Linked DNA regions of Mus musculus: regions 2, 3 and 4 are each linked to region 1. The links are chromatin contacts, called in public Hi-C and promoter capture Hi-C maps. All regions are on one chromosome and are shown on one strand. The core of a region is the stretch at or near the end of the contact, and the rest is flanking DNA. Distances in the headings are between cores, read along the strand shown. Region 1 holds the start of Gpc5 (glypican 5). Region 2 overlaps 4930524C18Rik (RIKEN cDNA 4930524C18 gene). Region 3 overlaps Gpc5 (glypican 5). Region 4 holds the start of 1700100I10Rik (RIKEN cDNA 1700100I10 gene).

Evidence for each region. Promoter capture Hi-C pulls out the DNA fragments that hold promoters and counts their contacts. A called contact is a pair of places that touch in the nucleus more often than the background predicts.
Region 2: a contact with region 1 is called in a Hi-C map of liver, with 1.7 times the contacts expected there. The contact joins the enhancer-like site here to the promoter of Gpc5 in region 1. A contact is called at or near these places in 6 of 39 promoter capture datasets (the C10 cell line, the HPC-7 cell line, hippocampal neurons and 3 more) and 3 of 484 Hi-C or Micro-C datasets (liver, nephron progenitors and pre-B cells).
Region 3: a contact with region 1 is called in a Hi-C map of LSK cells, with 1.8 times the contacts expected there. The contact joins the enhancer-like site here to the promoter of Gpc5 in region 1. A contact is called at or near these places in 3 of 39 promoter capture datasets (embryonic stem cells, hematopoietic stem and progenitor cells and pre-B cells), 2 of 484 Hi-C or Micro-C datasets (LSK cells and pre-megakaryocyte-erythroid progenitors) and 4 of 115 datasets of contacts at active chromatin or transcription factors (DN3 thymocytes, the SCID.adh cell line and embryonic stem cells).
Region 4: a contact with region 1 is called in a promoter capture Hi-C map of pre-B cells. The contact joins the promoter of 1700100I10Rik here to the promoter of Gpc5 in region 1. A contact is called at or near these places in 2 of 39 promoter capture datasets (neutrophils and pre-B cells) and 1 of 484 Hi-C or Micro-C datasets (pre-B cells).

Annotation. Positions count from the first base shown.
Region 1 is chr14:115,089,662-115,096,255 of GRCm38.p6, reverse strand. Gpc5 (glypican 5) reads right to left here and starts at 4,041. Exons shown (of 8, transcript NM_175500.4): 1 at 3,468-4,041. The coding sequence starts at 3,630.
Region 2 is chr14:114,854,217-114,860,810 of GRCm38.p6, reverse strand. It overlaps 4930524C18Rik (RIKEN cDNA 4930524C18 gene), which reads right to left. Exons shown (of 6, transcript NR_045661.1): 4 at 5,183-5,775; 5 at 3,189-3,359; 6 at 1-16. Among named protein-coding and RNA genes, the nearest start is that of Gm31003, 7.8 kb to the left of the region's middle. Within about 2 kb of position 3,475, at least 37 of the 459 cell types and tissues checked have an H3K27ac peak or open chromatin away from gene starts, as enhancers often do. A contact at or near this core is called in liver, where this site is marked.
Region 3 is chr14:115,247,731-115,254,324 of GRCm38.p6, reverse strand. The region is part of intron 2 of Gpc5 (glypican 5); the gene reads right to left. Among named protein-coding and RNA genes, the nearest start is that of 4930505G20Rik, 160 kb to the left of the region's middle. Within about 2 kb of position 3,619, at least 28 of the 459 cell types and tissues checked have an H3K27ac peak or open chromatin away from gene starts, as enhancers often do. A contact at or near this core is called in DN3 thymocytes, LSK cells, the SCID.adh cell line and 1 more, where this site is marked.
Region 4 is chr14:114,942,128-114,948,721 of GRCm38.p6, reverse strand. 1700100I10Rik (RIKEN cDNA 1700100I10 gene) reads left to right here and starts at 2,774. Exons shown (of 2, transcript NR_126551.1): 1 at 2,774-2,898. It overlaps Gm31072 (predicted gene, 31072), which reads right to left and starts at 2,703. Exons shown (of 3, transcript NR_168699.1): 1 at 2,614-2,703; 2 at 1,114-1,341; 3 at 426-717.

The sequences.
Region 1 (6,594 bases), core at 2,792-5,291:
CAACCATGTAAAGTGTCTCCAAAAGGAGGTTCAAGTCAACTGGGCTGCTGAGGCCTGCGCTGGAGCCCCTGCAGCCGGAAACCCAAGTAGACCTCTAGTCTTTGCAACTTGGCTGTCTCGCGTATTTTACTTTTTTGTAGTCATGGAAAGCTGACTAGCACTTACGGGCTACAAACTTTGCTACAATGTGTCTATGTAGGCTAGATAAGCACCCATTAAAATTGGTTACATACTAACTATCTTATACCTGGTTTTAAATCAATCCCATAACCGTCCTCTAAAAGAAGGAGTGTGGATAAATCATCATTTTCCCTTCCCAGTGAGTAAAATAAAATAAAAGGCCTTTCAGAGATGCCCCCATTAACAGTCCTTCCCTAAACGAAATAAACAAGAGCAAAGGGCACCTTGACTACCACTTAGGAAATAAAACTGGAACCCGGGCAGATCTGTAATTCTAATCACATTTGTGCCTTCTCTCCCTTTTGCATTTCTCATCCAAACATTCTGTGGAGCTCAATGGGCTTAGAGGAACTGGAGCAGTTGGGAGAACAAAGGTGGAGGGAATCTGGGGGACTGCTGAGAAGGCTCTCCACACCATTTTAATAATTTCTAACTCCGATACGATCTTCCAGAAGATATAATAATCACAAGTGTAGGAAGGAGTTGCGGAAAATTATTCTGTCTTCTTGATATTACACAATCAGCATTTGAGCTAGACACCCCAGGAATTATTGACTGTGTACAAAAAATTTAAAAAAATAAACTAAACTTCTAAGAAAGACAAATTTTAAGTTAATGTACTAGTTTTACCTCATGAAAGGGTATGTATTAAATAAGTGTATGAATTTTTTAAAAATGCACTATTTCTATTCTCATGTGAAAGGGACTGCTTATATATTAAGTATAAACTGTCCTGAGACTGGTATGATTTTAGAAAACTAGTTAGCCACTTACTAATTTTTATCATGTTAACTATTATAAATAGTTTTAAAATATAACTGTATTATGTAAATGTAAGAATAAAGAAAATATTTATTAAGCATAAGTTATATGTGACTCATTAGATTCGGATAGGAAATCAAGAATGGGATTTTTTTTTAAGCAAGGAAATAAGATGAATCAACGCCAAAACATTTTAATGTTTTGCTGAATTATTCAAATCAATGAATGATACAATTAAATGTCAGTATTATATCAAATTTGTACATGAGTGACTCTATTGGGTTAGTCAACATCAGCATAATACCTTCATGTGACTTTTTCTTAATGAAAATATCCAAGGAATTTAGCACTTCTTTCAGGAGAACCTCTTTCAGACCACTGATGTCTGTAAGAGTGCCCGGCTGCTTTAGTGGGAGCTACTCTGATTTCTCATTGCCTTAAGCCACAGATAAGAAAGGCACTTTCCCTAACCCTCAAGAGACTGGAGGACCCAGGGAGTTTAGAGGTCTGGTGGGAAGGGTGGTGGGTGGTGGGGACGGCCTTGTAGAGACACGGAGACCAGGGAGGACGTATAGGATGTGGAACAGTCAGAGGATGGATGGGGGGGAGGGGGGCATAAAACCTGGAGTGTAAAAAAATAAATAAATAAGAGATTAAATTTAAAAAAAGAAAAGGAAGAAAGGAAGGAAGAAAGAAAGAAAGAAAGAAAGAAAGAAAGAAAGAAAGAAAGAAAGAAAGAAAGAAAGAAAGAAAGGAAGGAAGAAGAAAGGTGTTTTCAACAGGACAACCCAGAATGACTCCTTTAAAAAGGTGCACGCTCCCCTGGCACTTAGGCTGTGCTCTCTGTATCAGAGGCCAACAGTGACAACTGTTTGCTTTTCTGGAGGGTAGAGCTTCAGTAGCTCCTTACAGTGATGGCTAGCTCAGTGATCAATGCTCTAGAACATACCTCTTCAAAGGCAATGACACACATGAGGTTCTAGAAACGACACTCACCATCTTTCTGGACCGTGTTGTCTTCAGCAGGTGCACGGACACTGAGCATCGAGAAGCCACTGAGATCAAAGCCTTCCTGAGGACTGTCAGCTACAGCCAAAGCTTTGACATTCGGGAGACAGGTCTCACAATGCACGTGAGGCTTTCTCAGCTCAACACCCACTGCACACAAACCAATTAGTCTCATAAGTGGTTAAGGGAGAGGTATTTCTTAACGAAAGAATACACTGAAATCAGTACTTACTTAGAAGGTTGTTTTGGGGTATGTGTGTGTGTGTGTGTGTGTGTGTGTGTGTGTGTGTGTGTGTTTGGTTTTGAAGAGACAAGAATCCCCTAAGCTGGAAGTGTCAACAATGTGTGTCAAGTATGGAAAGAGTGTATTGAGTAGGTATTCCAATAAACACTGGTGTGTTTAAAAGTGGTCCTGTGAGCGCTGGCTGGTGGGCTTTCTGCGCCCAGACACTGGGGAAGGATGATAAGAATTGAGCTAACTAGCAGAAAAACAATCAAGCGAATGTGCTACCACTGGGGAGTGCTAACGGCAAGCCTTCTCGCACTGGAAAAGGGATGTATTTGGTACTAAGGCATCCTTTGCAAATTCTTTGTTCATCAGACAACGTCCTTAAATCCAGCCCTCTCTGTTGACTTCAGCAACAGCTAGGGATACTCCACTATGATCTAACTTAGCCCCAGACACTCTATTGGCTCCCTAGCACAAGATCTTCTCTTCTGGATAGAACGTGTACTTGTTCTCCCACCAGCAGCTAAGAATTTGAGTGTAGGCTAGAGCACAGGAGATGAATGCAGGCAAAGGGGTCTTATAGTACGCATGGTCTCTAGCTGCCATATTAATTGTATAGACTGTGAGTTTCCTGGTGCCCCCAAACGCAGAGCTTGATTGCCTGTTGCCCTATCGCTTTGCAAGCTCGAAACTACTTTGTGGGGCTGGGACACACTAAGAGACTCGGATTTCTGTAGGAAGGCTTGGTGCCAAGGTGCAGAGGGGCAACTAAAGGTCGTCTCTGAGTGAACTGGGTCGAGCGCTCATTAAAAACAGCATTGGCACCTTGGTCAGCACAAGGATATAAGAAGGTTTGTTAGTTTACCATCAAACTTGCGGCAACCAACACAATCCCTCTGAGGTTGTGAGAGTAAAACCAGGACCCCTGGTGATGTTTCCTGTGGGAACAAATAGATCCTGGAGCAGTAACAAACCACCCTTGATTAGTTCTTCAAGCACCTCCCTGGAGAGCAAGAGGGCACCGGCATGAAAAAAAATGCTTCAGAGCTCCAAGGAACCCCAGATACAGTTAAGGAGCCCACCTTGAAGCTGCCCTACTCTCGTGAGCACACCAAGCATTCCCACAGGCCTCACCCCGGTTCACCTACTGGGGCCGGAGAACCCGAAAGGTCGTCGTCTCACCAAGGACCATCTCTGAATGGATGGATGCCCCAGAGACCGTGGTCGCAAGCCCAAGAGGTCCCCGGCTGGAGCCCCGCACAGTGCGGAGCCAACCAGCGGCTCTTACCTGCCCGCGGCGCCTCCGGCAGCCCTTTGACAGCTCCCCCAAGCCGCCACTGGAAAAGTTTCCGAACTTCTTCGCAGCTCTCCACGCCCTCGCTTCGGGTAGATCCAAGGAGAGCCAGGAGAAGGAGACAGCGCCAGCCCAGACGCCAGGTGCGGGCATCCATCCTCGGTGTTCGGGTCGCGCCCTCCCCGCTGTGGTCCTCACTCTCCAGAGCACCCAGCATCGGCAGCGCGGGAGGAAGATGCGTGGCGGAATCTGGCAAGGGTTCGATGCGCAGGCGGCCACGGGAAGACCGCGAAGGGACCGCGGCTTCACCTGCAAGAGCTCCGCTTTCTCCCCTGAAGCCCTGAGGCTGAGACGCTGCACTTCTCATGCTTAGCATCGCCCGGGTCCCTCCCGGACCAGGGCGGGTGGGCGCTGCGCAAGCCGAACACGAGCCGGGGAGAAGCGAGACACGGCAAGCATCCGGCACTGGCCGGTATCGCTGCAGCCGCCTAAGGCTCAGCTCGCAGCCACTAACCTAGGCTGTGCCAGCCTGCGGAGCTCCAGAGCCCGGTTCGCCAACCCCGCGAACAGGCCACGCCCCTAGCCACACCCCCAGCAGTCCGCCGGCTCCGCCCAAGCCCAGATCCTGCGGAGCACAGCAAGCGCCGGGCTTGCGACCTCACAGAAGAGTCAAATTAATGGAAGGAAACTAGCCTTCTTCCTCCGGGTTGATTTCGGAAAGCATTCAACCGCTGAAACGAAAGTATGTATAAAGAGGATCAGAGAAGGCAGGAGATAAGAAACATGAGTTGGAAATAAGATGAAACATTTCTCTACAAATCAAGGTCCTCTATGCATAGGAATCTGTATCCAAATTTCATGAACTGGACCTTGGCAAGTGCGAATGGCAAAAGCAGGGTTTTGAGCGACCTAGTAGCACTTACGTTTCAAATTCTTTATGCTTTTATTTTTTTTAATGTTAAGCGTTTTATGCTTTTAGTGCTAGGAGGATTTTTCTGTAACATGATTCTTCTGAAAGAATTTAGAGCTCAGAGTCTCAATGGGAAGTTATCACATTCTTTATATCTCGCTGAAGTTCAGTTTATTCTAACATCATAGTTCACGTTGGTCTTATACCTTTCTGAGCTTTGACACCTTTGACAATTTGTTTTTAATATTTCTCAGAGAGTAACTAAGACAAAAGTGCTCGAGGGAGCTTCTCCCCAGGAAAATAGGAGAAACGAAAATACTGGGCAATTACAAGCTGAAAAGGAAAGTTTGTCAAGTTAGGCATGAGAAACCAGGAAGCAAAAGGCAGCCTGCAGTTAAGCCTAAATGAGTGACATGATCCGGGTCATAGCCACCTGAAGAGAGTACTTCTCAGCACCAAGAAGCTCTTTAACAGCATTAGCAGAAGGGACTCTAAATATCTTAACCACTTTAAGAGAATTTCATCTTAAGCTGCACCCTTGCCAAGACTCGAGATGAATAATTTCCAGTCTTAGCTAAGTGTCCTGGGGTTTTCTAATGGCCATTTGATATCAAAGGCAGCACTTTCAGAAAGAGATCTTGCCATGGCTGGGATGCTGTTTCAGAGTGAAATATTACCCACTTGGCTTTTGACATCATTCCCCGAATACTACAAATTATTTTCTTAGAAGTTTTCTTAGTAAGCAAGAATAGAAATCATTAGACACTTTAAATTCTAGGCCTTCAAGCAAGGTTTTACATATGTATCCTAGAAAAATAAAGGAACATTCATGACTCTTCAGCTCTGATGCACCATCAAGAAAGGCTTCTTGGAGGTCAGCTATATCCATAGGAATAAACAAGAGCAGCCACGCTCATCTATAAAATCCTTAAGTGCTAAGCAGTATTCCAAGTGCTGTATGGATTTCCCTTCATTCGGTCGTTACAATCACCCTATACACTTGTTATCACCAGTACTATTTTTCAAGTAAGTAGATAGGGACAGACATGTAAGATGGGTTTCCCAAGGCCACAGGCAGCGGGAACCAGGAGTCAAATCAAAATGTCAAAATCCAGGACAAGATTTCCTTAGCCATTTCATGTTTCACTTAGATGCTGACTCAGCTACATGGAGTAAGACTAAAGACTTTAATTAGTCCATCGGACTTTTTAAAATTAGAAAATATGTACATATATATCTTCTAGACTCCCACATATATTAGTATAAAGTTAACTTCTAATTTTTCCCCAAACATCCTTATTCTCACCAGAATCTCTCCATGTTAGAGCTGGCTATCATAGACCACTATAACTATAAGGATTCACTATCCAGCCTGATCCCTTTAACTGCAGTCTGTAAAGCACTTTCTCTAGAACAAAATCATAAATACTGATGGTTTGCATAGCAAATATTGATCGGACAGTATGATATAAAGAGGTCTGTTAAGCTTAACTAGGCTTAAAGAAAGCTACAAGCAAGTTCTCAGTGCTTCATACTTCCTTTCAACAAAACATGTGGGACAGCATACATGGAAACTGAGTAGGTCTTAACTAGAAAAATAAGTATACTTGTCCTGTATAAATTGTCCACATTTATAAATAAATGGCATATTTTGCTGATACCTTTATGCCCTCTGATTGCCACAATGAATGAGATAACAGTTGGCTTAGAAGGATGATTTTTCTCACAATATTCTTATGCCAGACAAACAAATCACTCGGTTTCTGAGCTGAGAATATTGAAAACAAGTTCCTGTCTTCCAAGCAGAGTAAGGTACCACTGTGGCTTTTATGGAGACATTCTTAGGACCGTCCGCACACACTGGACTGGAACTAGTCTTTGGCTCAGTTTACTCATAGATTCTATAAATGAAGCAAGGGAGAGTTTCAATACTTTGATATGTATAATGCCTCATTTTTTAAAGCTACTCCATGTGCAGTTATTGGATGTCTTTTGTGTTACAGACACTGTGCTTTGATTTCAAATATCAATACCCTCAGATAGGAAAACCTTGAAAGGGCCGTCATTTAAAATGCACCTTAATCATCTTCTAAATGTGGGGCTTCCCTAGCATTTCTCAATAACAGTTTATGGTTTGTCAACACAAGACCTTGTAAAGAAAGATAAAGAATTGCCAGCAGTGTAAGAGCAATGTGGTATTGGTGTAATGAT
Region 2 (6,594 bases), core at 2,226-4,725, 230 kb after region 1:
TAATTACAGAAGAACCCTATTGGGGGAAAAGATTTGAAAAAAATAATTAAGAAAAAGGTAAGAAGCTTTATTTTTGTGAAAAATTTCATTGTGTTTTATTACTTGATTCACTTTGCATTCAGATTGCAGCCCAACTTCCCTTCTCTCCTCCCAGTTCCACCCTCATAACCCTTGTTCTATCTCCTCTCCTTCTCCTCTGAGAATGGAAAGGCCCCTGTGGGTACCAATAGACCCTGACACACCAAGTCACAGTAAGGCTAGGTTCATCCTTTGACACTGAGGCCAGGTAAGGCAGCCCAGCTAGAAGAAATGGATCCAAAGGGAAGCAGCAGAGTCAGAGACAGACTCTGCTCCCAGTATTATGGGACCTACACGGAGACCAAGCTGCACATTGGCTACATAAATGTAGGGGGCCTAGGTCTATTCCATGCATGCTCTTTGTTTAGTGGTTCAGTCTCTTTGAGCCCTTATGGACCCAGGTTAGTTGGCTCTGTAAGTCTTATTGTGGTGTTCTTGGCCCCTCTTGCTCCCTTTATCTTTCTTCCTACACTTCCACAAGACTCCATGACCTCTGCCTGATGTTTCGCTGTGGGTCTCTGCATCTGTTTCTATCAGCTACTGGATGAAGCCTCTCAGAAGGCAGGTATGCTAGACTCCTGTTTGCAAGTATAGCAGAATATCATTAATTGTGTCAGGGGTTGGTTTTTTCTCATAGGATGAGTCTCATGTTGGGCCAGGCATTGGTTGGCCATTACATCAATCTCTGCTCTATCTATTCCTTCACGTAGCTAGTAGGCAGGACAAACTTTATGTTAAAAGTTTTATGGTTGGGTTGGTGTCCCTCTCACTCTACTTAGAAGTCCCACTTGGCTACAGAAGGTGTCTACTTCAGTCTCCAAATGTCTGGTTCCTGGGAGTATCAGCTAGGGGCACCCTCATAGACTCCTCATAGGAGCCACCCCTGTTCTAGGTCTGTGGATCCTCCTACAGATACAATTTCCAATCCCTTTCTCCACCTTCTCCTGGCCCACTTCCCCACACCTATCCTCACCCCAGTTCTTTTCTCCACCCCTCTTCTCCCCTGTTCCCTCCCCCATCCACCTCCAATATCTATTTTATCTATTTCCCCTTTCAAGTGAGATTCAAGCATCAAAACAACTCTGTGATTCCATCTTATATCTGTCACAATGGCTAAGATCAAAAATTCAAGTGAGAGCACATGCTGGGAGGACATGGAGCACGGGGAGCACTTCTTCATTCATTGCAGGGGGATGTGGAGCACGGGAGCACTTTCTCATTGCAGGTGGGAGTGCAAACTTGTACAACCACTTTTGAATATATAAACATCTTCATGCTCTCTGGGTAACAAGTAACCAGGCAGATATTACTTAAGCGGACAAGCTTTCGATTATTATGATTCAAAAGAGTCTAGCTATGCTCATCCTGCTGAAAAGGTACTTACTTTAGTCTCTGCTGTAATCCTGGTATGTATGTGTGTATGTAAGACGTATGAATGTATGCATATGTAAGATGTATTATTGTGAGGAAGGGTCTTACTCAGTAGATTTGGCTGAGGTAAACTCTTTTTTTTTTCCTATTTTATTTTATTTTTATTAATCATTCCATTCGTTTACATCTCAAATGATATCCCACTTCCTGGTTACCCCTACACCAACTCTCCTTCCCACATCTGCCCTACTTCCCCCCCTTTGCCTGTATGAGGGTGCTCCTCCACCCACCCACCCTCTCCCACCCCACCGCTCCAGCATCCCCCGATGCTGGGGGATCAAACCTCCCGGGGACCAAGGGCCTTCCCTCCCTTGCTGTCAGACAAGACCATTCTCTGCTACACATGTATCTGGAGCTATGGATCTCTCCAGGTACACTCCTTCATTGGTGGTCTAGTCTCTGGGAGCACTGCGTGGTCAGGCCAGCCTGTGTTGTTCTTTGAGGTAAACTCTTAGTCCTCCTTCCTCAGCAACCCCAGACTCTACACTTTGGTTAATCTCTCCTCTCCTCTCCTCTCCTCTCCCCTCCCCTCCCCTCCCCTCCTCTCCTCTCCTCTCCTCTCCTCTCCTCTCCTCTCCTCTCCTCTCCTCTCCTCTCCTCTCCTCTCCCCTCCTTTCCTCTCCTCTCCTCTCCTCTCCTCTCCTCTCCTCTCCTCTCCTCTCCTCTCCTCTCCTCTCCTCTCCTCTCCTCTCCTCTCCTCCCCCTCTCATTACTTCCTCTCCACTCCTTCCTCCTCCTTCCTTTTCCCTCTCTCTCCTCCCTTCTCTTCCATCCCTCCCCCTCCCCTTCCTTCCCCCCCTTCCTCTTCCCCACCCCTCCCCTCCCCTCTCTGTCTCTCTAGACCTAGACATTTAATAATGTGTTTCTTTTTAATCCTATCATTTGTCTAAAAAAATAGTTTTATTGTATGTTATGTATTATGTATGTGTCTGCCTGTCTTTGTGTCTGTCTGTCTGAGGCCTTACTTGTGCCAAGTGTCAGTTTTCATTTTTTTCTTTTCAGTGTGAGATCTGAGGACTGATAGCAGATGACAGAGGTCTAAATTGTGTTTTAAGAAGATAAGCTCCTTTTTAAGAAGAGGAGGCCATGAGGTTGGTATGGGACTGTAGGGAAAATGGAACTGGGGAGGGGGGAGTGAATTTGATCTAAATACATAGGACATGCATATGAAATCACCAAAGAGGAAGTCAACTTAATAAAAGAAGGTGAGCACTTAAAATTCAATTGCTTGTCACCAACCAGCAGCGGGTGCTAAGGAGACAAGACTAAATGAGACTTAGGACTTAGAATTAAATCTGATTCATTCCTGGGGACTCAGGGTTTCCAGCTTGTTTACTGCTGGAGTTGGCTGCCTCCCCTGTCTGGAAGGGAGCTGGCCCAGCACTCTGCTTTACTTCAGTGTTTGCACAGATTCACCTTTGACTCACCGCTGATAAGATCACTGCATTTCCGTGGAGACAATCAGCCCAGCCCCTGGTTTGATGGAGGGCTGGTGGGCTCGCAGCTGGGACACATTGATTGCTGCTTGCGGGGGCGGGGGGGGGGTAATGGCAGGGGTGTAAAGTGTTGAAAGTGCGATTAAAAAGAAAAAAAAAACTTCCAACTTTCCTACCTCTTGCTACAACACATTTTAAATCGAAGAAAGTAAAATGTTTTGACACATGTGGTCAAGTGCTTACCCTGCAGTGCCGAGACTCCCTGCAATCTACTGGATGGACCTTAAAAGACCAAAGCCTGAAAGGTCCCCCTGAATGATTTCTCTTTTCTGTTGTTTAAAAGTTTCCTTTTTCTGGGCTTGAGAATCAGCAAACAAAATACTTCAAACATTTACGTGACTTCTGCTGGGGTTCCTTTTGTTGTAGGTAGTAAAAAAGAAAAAAAAAAAATCGAGGGAAACAGAGAGGGTCATGATTTGCCAAAGGTTAAAGATCACAATGAGTGACTGACTCCAGAGGCCACGAGGTCAAAGGTGCAACTGGAATCCCATAACCTCTGCTTCACATTTTACATTAGAGGGGCCAGCAGTGCTTTCTAACTTCTGTGAAAGAACCCTTCTACACATGTTCACAGTTGGCCTTGAAAAATTACTTGAAAACGATTCTGCCCAAGACAATCTTTCCCCTTGAAACCAAGTGGCAGGAAACAGACTTTTATAGAAACTGAACGGGTCCTCAGCCGTTTATTTGTATTTGATGCTGGAAGAGGAGGAAGTACCAGAGATTAATATGTGTTTTTAAATGGAAAAAATAAAAATCATTTTTTTAGATCAAAATCTGGACTGAGAAAGAACATTTATCCCCCCCCCCCCCACCCCCCATTTCAGTCTCCTGTGCATTTCTGGACTTGCCTAAAATTCTGGTTCTGCGTTTTGGAGAACCACAAAGAGCAAGGCCTCCGGCACCACTGGTGGGTCCCGTTTGGGACACATCTTCATGCTGAGACTTTACAGAAATCATTCTAGTGCACTGCGTTCCCCTTTTATCTGATTTAAGACAACAGAGACCTTGACGATGTGAGGGCCACTGTTTAGGTCAGATTTTCTGTGGCAACCTTATGACGGTTGGAGGCTGGAGATGGCACAGCTACAGCACGTGGGGCTGAGGCAAAGGACAGAGCCTCGCCTTTCAGCTCCATTGCTTTCTAACCCCTCATGAGCACTTAATTCCTCCCGGAGAAGGAACCGGTCATGGCGTAGGATCCTGTGGCCCGTGAAGGGTAATTGGATAACATCTTTTGAAAGATTTACAAGGCTGCCAAAGATTTGGCCAGCTTTAAACCTGATTGATTCAGTGTGAAAAGATCGGGACAATTCCGACCTAAAAGTTTAAAGACAAACCTTCCCGTGAAAGCATAATTTAGGACCCGCAATAAATTTGTATTGAAAACAGCACATAGACGCACCCAGTACATTGTAAGTTAGCATGATGTTAAAGGACTTTGCTCTCTATCTTAAATCCTCTAAAGAATCAAGCTTGTCCCTCAGATACCTCAATAATGACGTATTTCAGTTCTTACAATTTATTTTTCCTCCAAGATTTCCTTAAAGAAAGACACAACTAGCCAACTGCTTTATTTTCCTACCCAGGTTTACATCCTGCTAATGCAGACATTCACGGAATTTATACAGGTTTCATTTCATTAGGTAAAAGGCAGACCAAGTTTTTCCTTAGCCAGTGAAAGTGGGTCAAATAAATTTGTCCCACATTTTAATTTTTCAAAGTACTTATTCTCATCATATATTAATTTCCATCTTGACAAAATATATCTACTTCTCATTAGTACGATATTTTTGTGGATAGGCTCCACTGCTTTTGATGACTCACACAAATTAATGATTAAACATCTTCCAGCTAATTACTCCGGGCCATTAATTATTTATCTGGATCTATAAGCCTGTCATTCTATTAACCTCCATTTCCTGTTGCCTGTTTGAAAAGTGGCAGGTTCGAAGAAAGGGAAACACAAAAAATTCCAAATAAATACAAGTAAGGAGAGTACACATGTCTTTTCTCTTTCCTTCATTATTGAGGAAATTGGAACTATGGTATTTAAACACAGGTTTATTTGTGTTTAAACAATGGTCCTTTTGTGACACGCTGATTGACTGCTTTCCTCCTCAGATTTCCTCAGGTTGGAAGGATTTAGCGGGAGGACCCGTCCATTTGCCTCTTACCTGCAGTTGGAGGGAGGCCTCTGGAAGCTTTGTTCTGTCTCAGACATTTAACAAAGGAATCTTGATTGATGGACGCTTGTGTCGCTAGACATTTACCAGGGCCCAGGGATGATTTTCTGGGTAGATTTATTAGAACACCAATTTTCCAACAAATTGTGAACTTGCATTCTTCCCGTTGTCAAAGACAAAGAACAGTGACGTTAAGAAAAGAGTAGTTAAATTATGAATTAAGACATATTCAGAGGAAGGTCTTCTGTAGGAAAAACAGGGAAAACAAAGGTTTGGGGAAGGAAGGAGGGCAACGCTGTAGACGCTCACATTACTTTGCTGAGGAATTAGGCAATCATTTGGTTCAAGCTTCCCCGTTCCACATTCTAACCAGAGTTAAGTGTTAAGGAGGTAATTTAATCACTCGCCTGAGAAGCCTCCCTGTTTTGTGAATTAGAAGAGTGTCCCCCTTTTATTGGAGTCATCGGGGTCAAATAAATTCAGATGTATCAACTTGCAGGTGGTGGTCAGTGTTCTCTACAGAATTCCCTGCTCCTTAAGAGTTCTCAAAGCTTTTCCTTACAACATTGCATGCACTTCGTAAGCTGGAAATTGTTAAAGAAAGGAAAAATATCCCAGAAAAATCAGCGATCAGCAGCTGACAAGAATATATGTGTTTATATCTATATACATACATCTATGCATATATGCACAGACACATATATGCACATATGTGTATACATATATGTGTGTGTGTATACATATATACACATATATGCATATGTATCCTACAATAAGAACAATGACGCTTTTAGGAATGCTGATTTTTGGTTCTAGTGCCATCTAGTGGTAAGGTATCGGAAGACCGTGTGCAAGAGGCCTGACAGGTCATTACTGCCTAATGACTGATATTCTTCGAAATTTTGGTGTTATAAAAAATAATAAAACAAAAACGCTAAAAAAACCCCCAAATCCCCAAACCCTATCAATTTTCTTAGAGAAAACAGTATTGGAAACCCCATTAGTGAAAGGCTTAAGAGCAAAACCTGTTTGTTGAATTGTGTTCACATTCCACATACTCTGTCAACCTCCCTTTACAGTATGGCTTGAAACACTTCTTTCCCACGAGCTTTTTTCTCAGCAGCTGGGTCGATCAGCCCCTCAACATTGCTCACCCTCTTTGCTCATGTTATCTGCCTGCCCAGAGTGGATACTGTCACTGATTTGGACATTTCTAGGGGGGCTGCATTCAACTGGATCCAAGGTGGCTTACTGTATTTTCAGAATCAGAAAGTGCTGTTACCCATCAAACCCACACTTGCAGCCACATACCTCAGTGCTAAATGCAAGTGGAGGTTCAGCACCCAGACTTCGATGCATGGTGATCTGGACTCAAACTCTGACTTTTCAACTTCCTAACTAGG
Region 3 (6,594 bases), core at 2,370-4,869, 160 kb before region 1:
ACAGTGCTTTCTCCCTTCTGCTATGAAATATGATGTTGTTGCTTTGTCACCCATCTCTGTCAAGTGTCCTTCTAGTAGGTACCATGCGTTTTGATCATAACGTATTGCACATATCATCTGTATAGTGTTTTTTGATACTGAAAAAAAATCTATAACCACCACCCATTGGCCTCATAAGATATAAAACTACATTAAGTTGTTTTGGCAATATTAAATCAAACTCATACTGGCCCAAATCTCATTCTTTCCTTTCTTCTCACTTAAAAATACCATTTTTAGGTGGTGAATATCTGGCATGTGCCTTATCTGGGATATGAAAGTCGGTGTCTTTTGTATGTTTGATTTTCTGTCATTGCTATCAATCACTTTTTGTGCCAGTTTGCTTAACTAGTAGAAGTTGTAATTTTTATATCCATAGGAAGTTTTTTTTTTTTTTGGTTTTGGTTTTGGTCTTGGTTTGGTTTTGGTTTTGGTTTTGGTTTTGGTTTTGGTTTTGGTTTTGGTTTTGGTTTTGGTTTTGGTTTGTTTTGGGGGACAGAGGTTTGAGAGGGAATATCAGAGAATACATTTCAACCACTGGAGTTGGCAATTGACATTTTCCAATGGATGGTCTCTACCCGAAAGAGAAGTTGCTTGTTTCTAACTTTCTAAGCACACTCTCAAAGAAGAGACACTTGGAGTCTGAACCCTTTTCTTGCAAGTCTACCCTCCAAGTTGCATCCCCTCTTCATATTATAATTTCCCACTCTTGTTTCAGCTCCTCAGCTGCCTCTTGGACAGAAGACTCTCTAAGCCAATATCACCATCCTGGGACTTATTTTTCCTGGACTGTGGTCCAACAATTCTGTCTTATCAAGCCAGTTTTTGGATGCCTTCAGGCAGCATTGTGCAGGTTAGAGAGTTCTTAATTAAACTCAGCATGAGCTGATCGAACCTAACGTACCCCTCATATCTGTCAGGGACCAGACCTCTGGCTGCATCTCAGATAGAAGAACTTCCTGTAATATTCAAAACCACATTCAAGAAAAGGGAATAATATAATGTTAACTAGTTTGATTGAAAGAAGTTTTAAGAGAACATCTTAACATTAAATTTAATTATGATACGAATATATTCATTAAAATAGCAATGCTCAATAAAATTCTAGAACTCTTAACTGATATGAAGGTAGGGTCCAGCAATAAGAGTATAAAAACATTCAGAAACAGTAATTATAAAGTTGTTGGAGACATTTCACATTAAAAAACAATATCATAACGCAAACCCTCCATTGCAAGAGCTTAAACAAGTAGTGCACAGAATGCAGGAGTGTATCACATAGAACCAACACAGCCTTCTATCTTGGGCAGGTAATAGATGGCAAACTGAGCAATAACTCAGACACCATTCTGTGCCCAGACACAACTGGGAGCAGGGAGCACACGTGTGGGAGTAATTAGTGTCAGTAAATATATAGCACTCACACAAGTGCAGGTGTGAGTGAACAGGAGCTGCAATGAAATCCAGTGATGGAGATCCGTGTGAGGAGATAAAGAAGAGGGTTCAAGCTCTAGTGAGAAGGAGCAAACACTTAGCAGCCCAGAGGACCTTACAGTCCCAGTCCCAGTCCCAGCGGGTATACAATGCTGGCACTCAGCAGAGGGAACCTCTAAAGGAGACACTGGGTAACACTGTGTAACAATCACCAGAGAGTGCCTGGAGATTCAGATTAACTGCAGGGCATAATGTAACACTTTTCAACTTTGCTTTGAAAAGTGAAATTTCTTTCGAAGCTAAGATCCATTAACTATACATCAGAAATATTTTAAAATAAACCTCAAAGATTAAAATGTGAAGTGAGGTGGAAACTTTAAAGGTTCTTTGGAAAGTCAGTTGGATGGTGTTTTACTGGGGCAAACAAGTGAAGGAACATTTCACTGAAGCAGACACAGGAGAGAGGATGTTCTCCTAAAGCAAGCACATGAAAGGTCATGTGGTGAGAGGTTCTTTGCTAACAGTACACATGCATTGGCCTGCCTTATGTTACGTAGTTGAGCTGCATTTGTTGAGAACTCCATAGAGTTCCAAAAATCTTAGGGTGCTGTGATGCAGTTTCTTACCCCTTCTACAGACTCAGGCTGATTGGATGCCCATGCTGAGGCCAGGCAAGTGGAGGACATGTGATGTTTGCAGGGAATAGGACCCCATAGAGTGATGGAGACAGAGCTTGGCTTGCTGGTACAGCTAGTTGTGCAATAATTGTGGGTCTTGAGTCTCATTGATCTCCACTTCCCTGAGAGAGGCACGGTCGAGGGAACTTCTCCTGGTGTCCCTCCAGGTGTTTCCTGCTGACTCAAGCTGAGGCTGAGGCTTGGCTCTCTCTGCTAGATCACGTCTGTTAGCTGTTGCTATCTCTATTGACTCTACCAAACTGGACTGCTGGTGCATCTCTGAAGTACTTTCAAGTGGTTCGAGCTGCCACTGCCTGCTAACCTGTGAACTGAACTGACGATTTCCAGACAACACAGATGGGAGTTGCTCCAAAGAACCTTTCTGAACAGGTCTATTTCCCCTGTATCTTTTCTTTCCCACTCCCTCTGATGGATGGTGGGCTACAAGGGAAGCTAAGGCATTTAAGAACTGTCATTAAAAGTAAGGTTTGAAAAAGACTAAAGATGCAGTAAAACCATATAAATAATATTAAAAGTCTTATAAAGTAAAAACTTTCCTAGAAGTAAATCTGAAGGAAATTAAAATAGGTAACAGGAAGAAGAAAATCACCACTGTAAAATACAGACTTCCAGCTTTGGGAACACAGCAAAATTTCTTTCGGGGAGATTTTCAGATATTAGTAATAAGACTTCCATATGTCAGAGAGATTTGAAGTGACAAGAGAAACAGTGAGTATGGAATTTTAAAATGTAAACAGTGTGCTATATAAGCAGCTCTGCATGAGAGACATCCAAGAAGCTACTCGTATAAAAACAAAAATGGTTACAATCTTAGTTTTTGTGAGCAAAGCACATGAGAACAGATAGGCTATGTGGCCAGGCTCAGGATTTCTTAAAGGTTCAGTTAAGGCTTTGGCCTAGGCTGTCTTTTCCTTCTTGGCATATGCTCAAGAATCTGCCTGCAAGAAGGCTCACAGAATAGATGGTAGCCTCTAAATCCAGCTACTATGGACAGCAGGTTTCAACCACTTGCCACATGGTGTCTTTTAAAGGAGTGTTTGAGCATCCATACATCAGAGCCACTGAGTTACCCCAGACAACTGCCGAGTTGAGAGAAGCAGGTGCCCTAGTGCCTTTCCACAAAAGCCACACGCTACCACTTCTGACTTACCTGCTTATTAAAGCAAGTTCCTAGTGTAGTTCAAACCCAACAGGAGAGAAATCAAGAGTCCATCCATTAAATGGAACGTCAAGGATTTTGTAAGCATATTTTACACTACCACATATATCACTAGTATGTTGGCATGTAGATCACATGTATCAGAAATTTCTGCAGAAGGAAGGAGAACAACACAAGTGTTCCCACCACAAACCAACAGCTTTGCAGGAAACCCGTAGCCACACCCTGAGAAGTGGAAGACCACAGCAAACATAGCAGCATCCTCTGTCCTGTCTGATAACTCTCACGACAAAAGACCTCACACGGCAAGGAGACACACATGACCTGGAGCTGTCTGATGCCATGAGACAAGAGGAAGGACTACAGTTTGCACTAAATGAAAAGCCAGTTACCCAGAATGCATGTGTAACCACCGTGAAATCTAGCGGTGCAGAACATCATGCTGGCTGCTCATCCAAGAGAAGGCATAAGTCCTACAGCATTTTCTTCTAAGAGTGAACTCCATTCCAACAAGGTCAAGACATACTGACTGAGAGAGCACTGTTGGGGGAGTCAACTCACTGGGACTTGTGCATAACGTACCTAGATGAGCGCAAATCAACGTTCACTGTTTCAATAAACAAATATTAAACCACATTTCCAAATTGAGTAAAATTCACTAACGGGCTTTTTCTCCCCCTTGGTGACACAGATAGGGGCTATATTAGAACAGATTAAAAGCAGATAAAGGCAGGTTTATTAGGAGGCAGCTCTTGGGCAGGTTCACTAATATCACAGATGGAGGTCAGATATGAGTGTGTATGTGTATATGTGTATGTATGTATGTATGTATGTATGTATGTCTGTATGTATGTGTATACATGTGTACATATATGTGTGTGTTTGTATGTACACACATATACATGTACACACATATGCATATACATATACAGGTACATTCATACACAAGTACACACACACATGCACATACATATACACATACATGCACACACACACAAACACACATACATACACACACACATACACACACGTGAACAGACACACACCACCACCACCACCACCACCTGACAGTGATGTGGCTAAAAGGAATCCAACTTCATCCAATCCTTTAGTTACTTATAGTAGAAGGATCCATAAAGTACCCAGAGGGAAAAAATGCAAGCATCTACTTACATTCTTTTAAAGAAAACACATACCTAAGGGGAGTCTCTCTACTCCCCCCCAAAATGAATAATGAATGAAGAACAGGTTGAATAAAGAATCTATCCAAAAGGAGGCATGTATAAATATGTCTTTTCACACGCAAAAACAATGAAAATGCAGATGGACCAGGGGCTTCATGTTGTTAAGCTTTCACCTGAACCTGAAGAATGCAGAGAGCACAACATGAAGAGTAATATATAAATGTAATATATTGACAACATTTTTCACTGTGGCTTCCAGTTGAGTGTAGCCAGAGAGGAGGCACCAGGAGCTTTCTCCTGATAGAGTGCTCTGATGCGGCTGTTTACCTTTGTCACATGTTTCTGGAAGGTGCCCTGCTGCACCATGGTGTCACTCAGCAGACTCCAGTAACACACACCTGCCACCCACAGGTGCAACATCAGCCAGATGCTGCTAAGTCCTCTGTCTGAAACAGGCTGTGCTCCCTCTTGTTGCAGCACACCTGTGAACCTGAAGTCTTCTCCAATATGCTGACATGGTGCTCTTGTATGCTAGAAATGCTCACTGACACAGAATGACCCAACTCTGTTTAAATAGCTTTATTTCTTTAGATTTGTCTTATTTTTCCCTACCTATGATTTCTCATAGTGTCTACATCTTATTTTTAGTTAATACTAATTTCCTTAGGTAAAACTGGATTATATTTGTTGTGTTATACAGTGTATCAAGAAATGCCTGGTAGAATTCTACACTGAGATAATTAAGGGAAATACTGCATGGCATGATCCTTATGGAATTAGAACACATAGTCCACTTTTCAGCTTTAAAGAACACCATACATAGTTATGCTGTTGGTGTGCAATGCCTCTTTTTAATTTATCCCTCCTCTCCCTCTGAAAGTTTGTACCATTTGACCAGTGTTACTCTGAAAGCCCCCTCGACCACTGCCATCATTTCCAAATACCCTTCATCCTATATTTTTTTGAATGAGAAAATTCAGGACATTTCTACTGATTACCTCTTGGATAATTATATGTCATTAGTTTTTATGTTAAAGAAATTATGCCTAAACTATTGGATTATTGACATATAAAATGATCTTCTCTAATACTTTCTGTTATTTGCCGTTTCCTTTATTCATTTTGAACCCTATTTGGCACTAAAAATGATGTGGCAATGGAAGGAATTAAAACTATAATTGATATGGTATAAAAATAGCTTTTCAAATGTATAGCTACTTATTAAGTATACCATTAAAGAAAATAGCCCTATTATTCAAATTATTAATAATGGAAAAAGTCGCCACTCTCATTTTGTAGCCACCAAATTGGTCTCATACACTTTTATTTCATCCAAATCAGCAAATGAAGGAACTTTTTAAGAAGTGGCTAATTAACATTATGGAGGAACAAAAGCTGTAGGCTATAGAGTTAAGCATCCTACAGCCAGTCAGTAAAAGTTTTCCACTAGTGGGTAAGTTTAACATGCAAATAAAACAGTGTATTCTCTTTACAGAATTGATTCTGTGTTAGCTCATGGGTATTTTCTCATATGGGTCTCTTCATCTCAATTTCCCTATTATCCAGTTACAAACGCTTCTTATAGCTACTTTTTCTCTGTACCCTATCTTCAAATGGTAATATCAGACTTTCAAGTATCAATTAACAATAAGCTTTATATTCACAGAACAAACGCATTCCTTGCACATGGGGTTTTCATTCCATCCACATCGGTAAGTGTGATTATACTTACAAATTTGATCATCTTATACTATAATTTGTGAGGCATATTTCCAAGACAGAAAAATAAAAATGAAACAGATTTTTTTTTTGGTTTGAGCATCCACAAGTTCATTAGTTCATTAATGACATAAAGGAAGGAAGGAAGGAAGGAAGGAAGGAAGGAAGGAAGGAAGGAAGGAAGGAAGGAAGTCAATCTTTAGGGTGGACCAAATTTGTATTCAGAGGTGTGGTAGAAAACTTTCATAATAGTTAAATATAAATTTTGGTAAACACAACTTTCCTTTTAGTCTATATCCAGGACTTAAGAATGATTTTAGAGAGACCCCAAGTAAAGCCGATTCTATGGCAATCCCACCCA
Region 4 (6,594 bases), core at 1,525-4,024, 150 kb after region 1:
GTCTCCGCTGGCTGCTGACTTCATTTTAAAACAGACATTTTTTTTCCCCCGAGCATTTTAAGAGTCACAGCAAAACTGTGCAGACACAACCAAGAATTCCTATCAGCTTCCTGTGTCTCACACACAACTCTTGCCTTTATCACGAGAGTGGGGCTTCTAGAACAAAAGAGGAAGCCAACAGCTGTACTTGCCCTCACCCGGAGACTGAAGTCTGGACTAGCGCTCACTTTCCGTGTTTGCTCTGCGGGCTTTCACAATGTTCTAAGTAAGACACATATGCATCATGAAATCATCATACGATATGCACACACACAGTCTGGGGAGGGGGAGTGTCTTCTGCCAGTTAAAGAATTAAGAAGCAGGAGAAATCTGGAGCAGCAGAGAAAACTCTAATGCTGCAGACAGCAACACACAGAATCGGCAACTGAAGAAAGACATTTATTGGGGTTAAGAACTATGGGTTTGAAACAGACACACAGAGAAAAGGACCCTCCTTCTCCAGAGCAGAGCGGGCCTTGGGGAGCCAAAAATTCCAGTCACCTTTTAAGGCCTTTTTTGTTGTTGTTGTTGTTGTTTATTTATCCTGGAAGAGTTTTTCTCCACTAATTTAGGGTTGGTCAGTTTGAAGAAAGATGGTAAGGTTGATTCACCCACAAGTATTGTGTAAGCAGGCCTGACCAGGACTTTCAGGGAGTCAGTCCAACGACAGGGGAATTACTGGTAGGAAGCAAAACAAAACAAATAATCAAAACAACCTGGCCCTTGGCCTGTGAAGGTCTGATGCCCCAAAGTCGGGCGAATGCCAGGCTGGTGAAGTGAGAGTGGGTGGGATAGGGGGTTTGCAGAGGGGAAATCGGGAAAAGGGATAACATTTGAAATGTAAATAAATAAAATATCCAACAAAAATAAAAACAAACAAACAAACAAAACCCCGAAACAACCTACAAGGCCTTTGCCTTTTAAACTCTAACAGGGGTGATCTTGTGGACAGCCTTTTCAGAGCAGACGTATTTTAAAGTTCTATTTATTTATTTTGCTGGGCTGAGTTTGTACCTCATTGCATGTGTATGCAAGTGCTCTACCGTGGGGTTATACTCCCAGTACCAATCATACCTTTAAAAAAAAGATAAAAAAGAATTCAATTCTAAATTACAGAATCTATTTGTAAATTCGTTGCTATTTTTAAGATAAAGACATCAGTGACAACTGCTTCTTGAAGAGATGGAGACAGCGCTACGTGTAATTTCAGGTGAAGATCTTGGAAAAGACACATTGTTGTACTGATTTGATGAACAGGTAGTTTCCTGCCTCCAGCTGCTGTTTTTCTGCATGAGACGCCTGCTGAGAAAAGAGACAAGCAAAGTTAACTTGTTTGAAAAAGTAACTAAAATTCATTATTTCTCTTCCCATCTACCTTTCTGCTGCCAAGAGCAGAAACTTTGTATCTTGGAGGGGAGAAGGTGGAGGGGACAATTCCCAAACATTTATCCTTCCTGATTAAGTTAGAGAACTAAGGTGTTTCAAACTGGGGCGCTGAATTTCAGTTAGTTCTTTTACATAAATCTGTGTTTATGGACACAATGGCCGCATTGAAATGAGGTGGCTGAGAAGTATACTTTGTTTCGACAGGTGGAACTCCCAGAGATCCTGTTAGGCTGTGCTTATTGGTCTCTCACGACATGGATGGTGGTACAATCACGTAATGGGAAGCTTTAAAATCTCACAGTGAGAAATCCATTTTGTTTGGCGCTGTCAACCAACTTCCCATGTCACCATTTGTAAACATCACTGTGGTGAAGGAAGCTTGAGAGTGAGTGCTCTAGGTAACTGTGGAAAGAAACATGATCTATAGGAGGTTTGCTAGCTGTTGATTCCCGAGTGTTAAATATGGCAGCCTAAGGCAAGACAGCAGAATTATTTAAAGAGAGGCTATATACAGAATGAATGAGAATATCAATTTTAATGTCATTGTCTGGAGTCAAACCCTGCTCTTTTATCATAAGACTGTGCTCTATTCTAAGAGGCACGCTGCTCATGCTTTTGAATTTATGCTAAGAATTTTGCAGCTGCTTCTTCTTCTTTTTTAATCAGTGGACTACTATTTGTCTTAAGAATACTATTCAGTGTTGGTTGGAGATGAGGAAGTCACAAAACTAGGGGACGCTGTTATGTGGAGAGGATGTGGCTTAGGAAACCTGTCAATCACAGTCAGGCCCAGGAGACCACACTGCTGCTCACCACTTCCCAACTTTATGAGCGAGCCGAGCAAGCCGTTTGCTGGAGAATAGCAGGTGGTGGCATTAAAGAAGCCACTCAGAGTGAGAGAAACGAAGGGAAATAGAGATATACACGCTCACACATGTGCTTAAAGTAAAAAAAAAAAAAAATCAACCTAATTTTTTTTTAATATGGTAACTACTGGTTCCTAAAAATGGAGAGTTCAATGATAGAAAATACATTATATGTAATATACACAAAATGTATTATGACTTAAAAATAAATCTTGTCACTTATATGGCAGATTAATTGGAAATCATAGATGGAAGACAATATTTAAATATGAGGGTTTTTTTTTTGTTTGTTTGTTTTGTTTTTTTGAGAATCACTACTTACTTCAAATCCTGGAATCTCTCATGTTTCTTTCAAATACAGCAGGGTTAAAAATATGTGAATAGCTGACTCAGTAATTTCTATATCAACTGTGGTTTAGAAGAACGTGCACTGAGGCACGTGACTGGTTGAGCCGTTGGGGGTGGGGGGATGGGGAGAGAAGGGTGTGACTGAGAGGGAGAAGAAATTGCTGGGCGTCCATGGGCAGGGGAGGATGAGCGGGAAGCAGCAGAGAAGATGGTGTAGTGCCCATTGGATGGAAAATTGTGGCTGTTTTGATGGTTAGAGGTTAGCATGCCCTTCTGAATAACTACCCCCAGTCAGCACATGACTGAGGGCCGCCCTGTTGAGACTGTGGGAATCTCTAGTCAAACGTTTGCTGCGTAGCTCAGAGGCTTGATTTCACACTGTTGAGAGCACTGCCCTGTTCTCTAGGTGTGGGGTAGCCCCTGCAGTGACAACCCGAAGGAACACAAATACACAGAACCGGGCACAGTAATGAACTTGAAGCATAGTCAAAGACGCCGTGAGGATGCAGGAAGCCTCTCTGCCCCCAGTCCCAAGAATATGGACATACTGTGTTCAGAAAAGTGTTCAATTTCTACACTTCCTGCCCTGGGTAATTGAATCAAATCTTTCTAGGTTTTAATAAACGAAGAGACCAGGTGACCTTGCGAACATACAAGAAGGCATGCTGTCGTCCATGATTGTATGTGAAACTTCAGAAAGGACTTCCTTGTCCAAGCTTTCAGTCTTTCAATATGCTTTGTATTTACATCTCTAAGCTCTATCTATCTATCTATCTATCTATCTATCTATCTATCTATCTATCTATCTATCTATCATCTATCTGTCTATCATCTATGTATCATCTATCTATCTATCTATCTATCTATCTATCTATCTATCTATCATCATCATCTACCAAATACAACTGAGTAAACTTTCGCTCTCTTCAGATACATCAAAAGAGGGCATCCAAAGCCTCGACACCATGTGGTTGCTGGGAATTGAACTCAGGACCTCTGTAGGAGCGGTCAGTGTTCTTAACTGCTGAGTCATCTCTCTAGCCCCCTACAAGTACTTTATACATATAGATCCTTTTTTTTTTTTTTTTTTTTTTTTTTTTTTTTTTTTTAAGACAGGGTCTCTCATTGTAGCCCTGGATGTCCTGGAACTCAGGGTGGCCTTGAACTTACAGAGATCCAACTGCATTTTGAGTGCTGAGATTAAAGGTGGGTGCCCCCACCAACTGCCATAATATTTTCTTATTTTATAATCATTATTACGTTTGTAGTATCTTTGAATGAGCAGCAGTTTGAAATTTTTTTATTAGATATTTTCTTCATTTACATTTCAAATGCTATCCCAAAAGTCCCCTATACCCTCCCCCTGCCCTGCTGCCCTACTCACTCATTCCCACTTCTTGGCCCTGGCTTTCCCCTGTACTGGGGCATATAAAGTTTGCTAGACCAAGGGGCCTCTCTTCCCAATGTTGGACGACTAGGCCATCTTCTGCTACATATGCAGCTAGAGACACAAGTTCTGGGGGTACTAATTAGTTCATATTGTTGTTCCATTTATAGGGTTGCAGATCCCTTTAGCTCCTTGGGTACTTTCTCTAGCTCCTCCATTGGGGGCCCTGTGCTCCATCCTATAGATGACTGTGAGCATCCACTTTTGTATTTACCAGCTACTGTCCTAGCCTCACAGGAGACAGCTATATCAGGGTCCTTTCAGCAAAATCTTGCTGACATATGCAATAGTGTCTGTATTTGGTGGCTGATTATGGGATGGACCCCCAGGCAGGACAGTCACTGGATGGTCCATCCTTTCGTCTTAGCTCCAAACTTTGTCTCTGCAACTCCATCCATGGATATTTTATTCCCTATTCTAGGGAGGAAGGAAGTATCCACACGTTGGTCTTCCTTCTTGATTTTCTTGTGTTTTGAAAGTTGTATCTTGGGTATTCTAGGTTTCTGGGCTAATATCCACATATCAGTGAGTGCATATCAAGTGACTTCTTTCATGATTGGGTTACCTCACTCAGGATGATATCCTCCAGATACATTTGCCCAAGAATTTCACAAATTCATTGTTTTTAATAGCTGAGTAGTACTCCATTGTGTAAATGTACCATATTTTCTGTATCCATTCCTCTGTTGAGGTACATCTGGGTTCTTTCCAGCTTGTGGCTATTATAGATAAGGCTGCTATGAACATAGTGGAGCATGTGTCCTTATTACCAGTTGGAACATCTTCTGCCCAGGAGAGGAATTGATGGAACTACCGATAGTACTATGTCCAGTTTTCTGAGGAACCGCCAGACTGATTTCCAGAGTGGTTGTACCAGCTTGCAATCCCACCAGCAATGGAGGAGTGTTCCTCTTTCTCCACATCCTTGCCAGCATCTGCTGTCACCTGAATTTTTGATCTTAGCCATTCTGACTGGTGTGAGATGGAATCTCAGGGATGTTTTGATTTGCATTTCTCTGATGGTTAAGGATGCTGAACATTTTTTCAGGTGCTTCTTGGCCATTCAGTATTCCTTAGGTGAGAATTCTTTGTTTAGCTCTGTACCCCATTTTTAATGGGGCTATTTGAAATTCTGGAGTTCAGCTTCTTGAGCTCTTTGTATATATATATGATATTAGTCCCCTATCAGATTTAGGATTGATAAAAATTCTTTCCCAATATATGTTGGTGGTCTTTTTGTCTTATTGACTATGTCTTTTGCCCTACAGAAGCTTTGCAATTTTATGAGGTCCCATTTGTTGATTCTTGATCTTACAGCACAGGCCATTGCTGTTCTATTCAGGAATTTTCCCCCTGTGCCCATATCTTCAAGGGTTTTCCCTACTTTATCCTCTATAAATTTCAGTGTCTCTGGTTTTATGTGGCGTTCTTTGATCCACTTAGACTTGATCTTTGTACAAGGAGATAAGAATGGATCAATTCACATTCTTCTACATGATAACCGCCAGTTCTGCCAGCACCATTTGTTGAAAATACTGTCTTTTTTCCCATTGGATGGTTTTAGCTCCCTTGTCAAAGATCAGGTGACCATAGTTGTGTGGGTTCATTTCTGGGTCTTCAATTCTATTCCATTGATCTACCTGTCTTTCGCTGTACCAGTACCATGCAGTTTTTATCACAGTTGCTCTTTAGTACAGCTTGAGGTCAGGCATGGTGATTCCACCAGAGGTTCTTTTATTGTTGAGAATAGTTTTTTTTTTTTTTTTTTTTTTGTTATTTCAGATGAATTTGGAAATTGCCCTTTCTAATTCAGTGAAGAATTGAGTTGGCATTTTGATGGGGATTGCATTGAATCTGTAGATTGCTTTTGGAAAAATAGCCATTTTTACTATATAAATCCTGCCAATCCATGAGCATGGGAGATCTTTCCATCTTCTGAGATCTTTTTCAATTTCTTTCTTCAGAGACTTGAAGTTCTTGTCATACAGATTTTTCACTTTCTTAGTTAGAGTCACGCCAAGGTATTTTATATTATTTGTGACTATTGAGAAGGGTGTTGTTTCCCTAATTTCTTTCTCAGCCTGTTTATCCTTTATGTACAGAAAGGCCACTGATTTGTTTGAGTTAATTTAGCAGTTTGAAATTTTAAGAACTAAGTTTGTCAACATATTTCTTTGTCTGACTGTTTGGTATTTTAAGAAATCTTTCAAACTCTGAAGTTGTAAAGATATGTAGACTTGGAAAAGTAACAAATTTTATTCCTTAATTCATCTAAAATGCTTCCTACGTAAGGCAGGAATAGGGAAGCAATTGCATTTATTTTATTGGCTTTGCAATAGCAGGAATGGTCATGGCTATCTTAATGATTAGGTTGCTTCATCTGAGAATGTGTTGACATTAGTCACTGTCCTTTCTGTCTCTGGTTTGTTTTGTTGGTGTCTTTCCTCAGGTCAAGGACAGCTTTTCGTTTTTGCCACTTTCTTACTTACCTTCTTTGTATTTTTTAAG